Regions from separate parts of the Mus musculus genome. Here region 2 is linked to region 1. A link is a contact called in public promoter capture Hi-C data. All regions are on one chromosome and are shown on one strand. The core of a region is the stretch at or near the end of the contact, and the rest is flanking DNA. Distances in the headings are between cores, read along the strand shown. Region 1 overlaps Cabcoco1 (ciliary associated calcium binding coiled-coil 1). Region 2 overlaps Tmem26 (transmembrane protein 26).

Region 1 (3,484 bases), core at 681-3,180:
GTTGTTGTTGTTGTTGTTGTTGTTGCTGCTGCTGCTGTTGTTGTTGTTGTTTTCAAACTTAAGTATGTGAGATCTCAGCTATCAGCCCAAAACCATTATGAATATGGGTCTGGAGAGATGGCGCAGCAGTTAAGAGCACATTGCTTCTGCAGAGGACAGTAGTTACTCAGCTCCAGGGGACGCTGGCGCCCTCTTCTGGTCACCCCAGGCACCTGCACTCATCTCACAGGCTTACACCCACACACATACACATCCTTAACCCTAGTAAATATATCTTTTTTTTTTTAAAGAACCTATGAATCTCCAAGGTAAGCCTGGCAGTTGGTGATGCTTTCGACCTAAGCATCTATCAGTTTTTTAAAGGAGGTGAAGGCACTGAGAAAATAAGAAGGTCTTTAATGAACGGGAAAATAGTGAGAGAAGAGAGTATAGGTCACCCTAAGAAGTGTGTGCCACATGCCAAAGATCACCTTTGGGGAAATTAGTCCTCATATGGACTAAATTCAACTTAAAGATTCTCTCCGGAGTATTTTATCAACAATATATAATCCTAACCTCCTCTAAACCAAAATTGCACTGCACCACCAGCAGCAGCAGCCATTTCTCCATAACCAGAAGCCAGCACACATGAAAGTCACCCATCACAGAAAATACAAGCAGACTGCGGGAGCCTAGATCTCCCCAATTAGGCTAGGCTGGGGGACCAGAAGCCTTGGTGTCCTGCATAGCCACCTCCAACACTGGAAGTACCTGTCACCGCATCTAGCTTCTAATGTGCTTGTTCTGAGGCTAAAACTCTGGTCCTCGGGCTTGGGTGGCAAGCCTCCAAGGAGCAGGGTGTAAGTGGGGACCGGCTGGGAAGCGGAAAGGGGTGTTTAGCCCTGTCTGTTCCAGATTAATGCTGGCACTTAACAATGTAAAGGCCTTCGTGCACCACTTGTATAAAAAGACAAGAACCCCAGCTGATTTCACAGAAGGAACATTTTGTAAATCAAGGTTAGGTGTATGCTTACACTTACCCTGATGTCCTGACAGATAGACAGCTGGTCGAGGGACATCACTTGAGTTTGACAAGAGAAAGGCTAAATGGAGCTTGACAGGAAAACAACTGGTGGATTCTCAAGCCCATGAATTTAAGAGTTTTACAACTGTTCTGCCATATTTAACTTGTAACAACAGCCCTAGGTCTAGCTGAAGAGTCACTTACAGACCAGGGAGCCAGCCTATTCTACTGTCGCAGACCAAATCCCCACCCCCACCCCCGCCACAAAGATAGAATTGTTTTCATGAACCATGAGCTGTGTATGGCATCTTAAAATATTTATTCAGTTTAAGTTCAGCAGAGTGACAACAAGCAGACCTTGCATCTCAGGCACACGCAAAAGTTGTTATGCATGTGTGCATGGATGTATGTATATGCACGTATGTGCATGCGTGCAGGAGCGTGCTTAAACAAGCCCATAATGTGTGCCTTTGAGAGATGAAAATTTTCATAAGATTTGGTCTCTTTCAATATTTCTCCCAACTTCTGGACTGAGATGGGAAAGGCGGAGCCAGCAGGGTTACTACTCTGCAGGGGACGCTCTGCCACTCGGATGCCCCTAGTGCCACCGAGCCGCCAGTGTAGCACCACGGAAGCCATTCCCACTGTAGCATATGTGGTCACAGTGCAGGCCATGGCACATCCCATGTAGCCATTGGCAGAAACCCAGCCCTTACAAGCAATGCTGTGCCCGGATGTGACTATTATATACATGTAATAGATGTGTGGAGATATTTAAAGAGAATCATAAATACACCTAAGTGCCTACTTTGCCTGAAGTTATACTTTGGCAGACTTTCAAATCCCAAAGTAATACCAGTTCAGGTCAGCAAATACAGGAATTCGGAGCTCTTCCAGCTCAGCGGTTGTTCTGAGTCCATGCTCTTAAGCAAACACAAAATAAAGAAAACATTTTTCCTCCCTCTGATTTCAAAAGCCACCCAGATTATGGGTGTTAATGACATTGTAGTTGGAGGGTGAAAAAGACCAAGACAGAAACGTAAAATTTCTTTTATTCATTTATCGTATGAAGTCAGATAAACCAAACAGGAAGCCTCAGTAACATCGGCTGCCGCCACTGTCTTGTGGATAAGAGAGCAATGCAAACAGCATTCAAGTCTGGATAGATTTGGAAAGGAAGAGGTAATTGAAGGGTAGCTACCAGTACCCTTCCTTCTTGAGTCTTTCCTTAAAATACACCTATGAAAATCACAATACCGTGTAACTACAACTCCAGGGGAATCCAATCCCTGTGGCTACCTCCAGCACCTACACTCACATACATATACCCACTCGCTGACCAAAAATAAATACACAATTAAAAATAAAATAAATCTTTAAAATTAATGCCCAAACTTACACAGATGATTTTCTTTATCTTGAAAAAGGTTTCTGTCTTAAATTAGCCCATTAGCAAGCTTCTGAAAAAAAAAAATATCACAATGCATGTAATGTGTTTGACCCAGTGGAATAGGAAGTGTGCTGAGAAAAAAAAATCCATCAGAAACTGTTGTGTTGAAATAACTTTATCTGCCCAGCCTGGCATGCGTGACAAAGTGACCAGAGAATCTGTCACTTAAAGAAAGTGGTCGATGTTTCAGCCTACAATTCATCAAACCTCACTCTCGGCTTTTCCCTCCAAGCTCTGAAAAACAATCACTCTCCCTTAAATATCAATCGTCTCTGAGAAATTTGGGCAAATTTGTCTCCAGCCAAACAATTGATAAATGGCAGGTGCATAATTTAAAGATGGTTTCCATAGCAGCTCGCCTGGCTCCTCAGCTCTTGAGCCTGCCACTCAAGTGTTCCTGCCCACCTGGATCACTGTAGCATCCATCTCAGAGACTCCTTGGCAGCCCTGTCTCTGAATGAACAAGCCTGGGATTTTGGCAATCACATGCCCCACCCTCTCCTCTGCCCGGATGTATAAGGCCTCAGTTACTGAGCAACATTTCTTGACCAATCCAAAGCTATTATTCCTTCACTGTGCAGCTTTAGAGACATTGTTATGGAAGAGAGGGAGGGAGGGAGGGAGGGAGGGAGGGAGGGAGGGAGGGAGGGAAAGTCAGAGAATTGTTACCACTGCTAGGTTTCTGCCCTCAGTGCTGACACCCTTGATGGAGATCTGCAACCCTGTGTTCTGCCTCAGAAGCTAACTTCTCAAACCCTAGCTCTCAACCATGGCGCTTAGTATAGACCAGCCATTATCACTTCTCTTGGTATGCTCCATATGGGCCTACCTGCATTCAACCAGTGCTCCAAATTTTACCACATTTAATGGTGAAGAGCAATGAAAGCAGAATTTCATCTTCTGGTTTGAAAAACGTCACATTTGCGAAATATGATTTTGTTTGTCCAGTGAGAAACCTACGTCAGTCTTTAAATTATAAATGTTCATTCCCCGAATCTTTTACCAAGGGCTCAGAAGCTGCCCTTAAAAGA
Region 2 (3,484 bases), core at 718-3,217, 230 kb before region 1:
GTTCAGTGAGTCTCCCATTCCAGCTCCTACATTAGAAGTTTTGTGTGATGTGTTTGCATAGCCTTGTCTCAGCATGCATGTTTAAAAGAGCCCTCTCAACTCCCTTCCCTTGTTAAAAGCAGTTTCGTTGGACTAGGAGTCACTTGTATCATATCATTTAATTTACAAATCCTACCTCACTTATGAATATGAATCTGCAACAAAACCATGCTAGCACACAGTAGCAGCATTGGCCTGGTGAGGATCAGTATGCCTCAGCATCAGGTGGATGAGCTCAGTGGACAACAGCTTATCCTGGTGCTTATTGAGAAATTCTACCTCTGCCCCTTAGTTTCACAATCCTGAATCACCAGGTGTACTGGCTAGTTTTGTGTCAACTTGACACAGCTGGAGTTATCACAGAGAAAGGAGCTTCAGTTGAGGAAATGCCTCCATGAGATCCAACTGTAAGGCATTTTCTCAATTAGTGATCAAGGGGGAAAGGCCCCTTGTGGGTGGGACCATCTCTGGGCTGGTAGTCTTGGGTTCTATAAGAGAGCAGGCTGAGCAAGCCAGGTGAGGCAAGCCAGTAAAGAACATCCCTCCATGGCCTCTGAATCAGCTCCTGCTTCCTGGCTTGCTTGAGTTCCAGTCCTGACTTCCTTTGGTGACGAACAGCAGTATGGATGTGTAAGCCAAATAAACCCTTTCCTCCTCAACTTGCTTCTTGGTCATGATGTTTGTGCAGGAATAGAAACCCTGACTAAGACACCAGGAAATAGACTCTTAGAGAGGAATTGTCTAATTGGGTTGCCTGTGGGCATGGGTGAGAGAGATTTTCTTGACTGAGATTGAGTTGGGCAGATTCAGTGTGTAGGTGGGTGGCACCATCCCCTATGCCTGCCCTCTGAACTGTGTAAGCAAGAAGACAGCTACGAATGAAGCATGCAAAATCCCAAGCATTTGTCCTCTCTGTGCTCTGGCTGTGCATATGAAACATCAAGTTCCTGCCTTGACTTCCACATAATAACAGACTGTGACCTGGGATCAGAAACCAAATGAAGCCTTTCTTCTCTAAGTTGCCTTTGCGCCAGGATGTTTTCTATCACAGGAAAGGAAATAAAACCAGTACAGTGGGCAATGGAAGTGAATCTAGATAATTTGAAATAATAAGTTGGGCACAGTGATGCACACCTGTAATCTCAGTACCCTGGAGGTTGAGATGCAGGAGGATTGCAATCGTGAGGCCAATTCGTGATGCATATTAAGACTTTTCTTTTTAAAACCAAACAAAGATGATGATGATAAATAATAATAAGAGACAAGTAAGGTTCTTTTTCAAGCTTATTTCTTCAAATTGTGTTTGGTTTTGGATTAAATTCTTTCTTGATAAGAGTATCTCAAAGTCAAATTATTAAGTTAATTCATTTTTAGTAAAAATGTTTTTAGTACTTATTTGTAGTTGCGAGATTAAACTTTACCCAAATGACATTATTATAAGGTAGAGAGATAAATAAATAAATAAATAAATAAATAAAGTAACAGGGGAAAAAGGAAAAATGGGTGAAGTTTTAAAAGGCTATTTAACCTTCGTTATTGTCTTTAATCTTCTGAGAAAAAGAAAGAAATAGAAAGGGCAAGAAAAACGTCTTTAAAAATCAATATTTAATATAGACACTCTTCTACTTTTGATTTCTTGCCAAAACCAATTTTGAAGCAAAAGGTTATGGGTCAAGATATTATTAAACTCTAACTTGGAAGATGTCTGAGCTGCAGAGAAATGTCAAAAACTCATGTCGGGCATGCTCTTAAAAGAAAGAAACCATCGACTCTTTGACCTTATGTATCACAGGAAACATGAGGAAGATTTGCTGAGAGACACGAGGAAGAACGTCAATTTTGGTCAGAGGGCAAGCTGCATATGTCAATTGCTTGTGTTTGGACATAGCGAATGTTGGCAAAACAAAAGTTTGTTAACCTCAAGTTAATCTCGAGCCTAACATCCCCAGTAATACTGTTAAAATAATAATCTGGGGGAGGTGCTAGGCACAGAACACAGTAGAACTCAAAGGAAGTTGAAAATAAACCAATGACCTTAATATCTCTGATGCGTTAGATCCATTTCTATAATTAGAAAAAGTATCATTATCCCTTTTCAGTGTATTCCCCTTAATTAGGAGATTAGCTCAGCAAACACACACACACACACACACACACACACACACACACACACACTCTTTCTCTCTCTCTCTCTCAACTCAATATTCAAGAATTTCTGTGTTAGGAAATATAGAAAGTCTAACCTCATTCACCCCATAGTCAGGGCTCCGGGACCTGTTTTTTTGTGCCTTACCCCTAGCACATCCTTTCAAGACCAGCAACTTCAGCCCCAACTTACTGTTTACCTAAAAACAAAGCAAAATAAAACCAAAGAAAATGTGGAATAGATTAGTGGTATAGCTCTTCTGGAGCCTTGGCTTCCAGCCCCAGTGCTGCTAAAGCAAAAACAGTTTTGGGGAATATTCCTTTCTTCAACCCTTCCTTCTTAGGACTCTGTGACACACAAGAAGGTGAGAAGAGAGACTCAGGTTGAGGAATAATTCACATTCTACTCTATGCACTGCCTCCCCTAACAAACTATGTCCCTTGTTCAGATCAGCATGCCTAATGTGGCTGAGCTTTGAAAAAAGGATGGCGAACACCTTTACACATGGGCATCTCCTTGCCCCCTAACAACCAAAGCCTTTTGGGGACACTCTTCTGTGCATGTCTGCCTATTTATATCCGACTTGTACGTTCAGGGCACAGCAGGCAGTGTTTGGAATCTGCATTGTCCATGAGACCCAAAGAATGCGGTGCTATTTTGTAATCACGTGGATGTTAGGTTGGCTTTCATAATATCAGCTTTCTGAAGGCAGACCACCTGTCTCCTGATCCCTGCCTTTCCCTGATTTTTAACATCCTCTTCTCCAAGACAGCACATTGTTACCTTGTTTAGTGCTCAGTTACTGTCTGTTCAGCAAATACTAAACTGATTAAATGCTCGTATTTGGGAATAAGGAATTACTGACTGAATAAAAATGATGAATCTACAAACATGCACACGGACCTTTTACTTATGGAAGTCTAGTTAATTCGAAAAATACTTTTTGAGCCCTGATCTTTAGAGAATTATTATTCAACATTTATTCTTTTTCAAAAAAGGTTAATTAATATATGTTTTTGTGCATGTGTGTATATGTGTGTTTGTATATGCACACCACATGTAAGCAGGTATCCACAAAGGCTAGAAAATGGCATCAGACCCCCTGGATCTGGAGTTAAAGTGGTTGTGAGCTGTGTAAAGTAGAAGTTAGGGACCAGAGCTGGATTCCCTGGAAGAGCAGCATGTGATCTTGACTCCCGAGCCCCCCTCCCCACAACTTCTCCAGTCCAATGACTCATTACCTCTAAGGCAGAATGGTCAGTAGCAGCGGTCACACTCGGAAGAGCTCAATTGCAATAC

The links. Promoter capture Hi-C pulls out the DNA fragments that hold promoters and counts their contacts.
Region 2: a contact with region 1 is called in a promoter capture Hi-C map of liver, with 2.8 times the contacts expected there. The contact joins two enhancer-like sites. A contact is called at or near these places in 4 of 39 promoter capture datasets (cranial neural crest, embryonic stem cells, liver and 1 more), 1 of 484 Hi-C or Micro-C datasets (embryonic stem cells) and 1 of 9 other capture datasets (liver).

The regions. Positions count from the first base shown.
Region 1 is chr10:68,503,142-68,506,625 of GRCm38.p6, reverse strand. All of the region lies in intron 5 of Cabcoco1 (ciliary associated calcium binding coiled-coil 1), which reads left to right. Among named protein-coding and RNA genes, the nearest start is that of Gm32872, 24 kb to the left of the region's middle. Within about 2 kb of position 1,930, at least 4 of the 459 cell types and tissues checked have an H3K27ac peak or open chromatin away from gene starts, as enhancers often do. A contact at or near this core is called in liver, where this site is marked.
Region 2 is chr10:68,735,999-68,739,482 of GRCm38.p6, reverse strand. The region is part of intron 1 of Tmem26 (transmembrane protein 26); the gene reads right to left. Among named protein-coding and RNA genes, the nearest start is that of Tmem26, 14 kb to the right of the region's middle. Within about 2 kb of position 1,967, at least 5 of the 459 cell types and tissues checked have an H3K27ac peak or open chromatin away from gene starts, as enhancers often do. A contact at or near this core is called in liver, where this site is marked.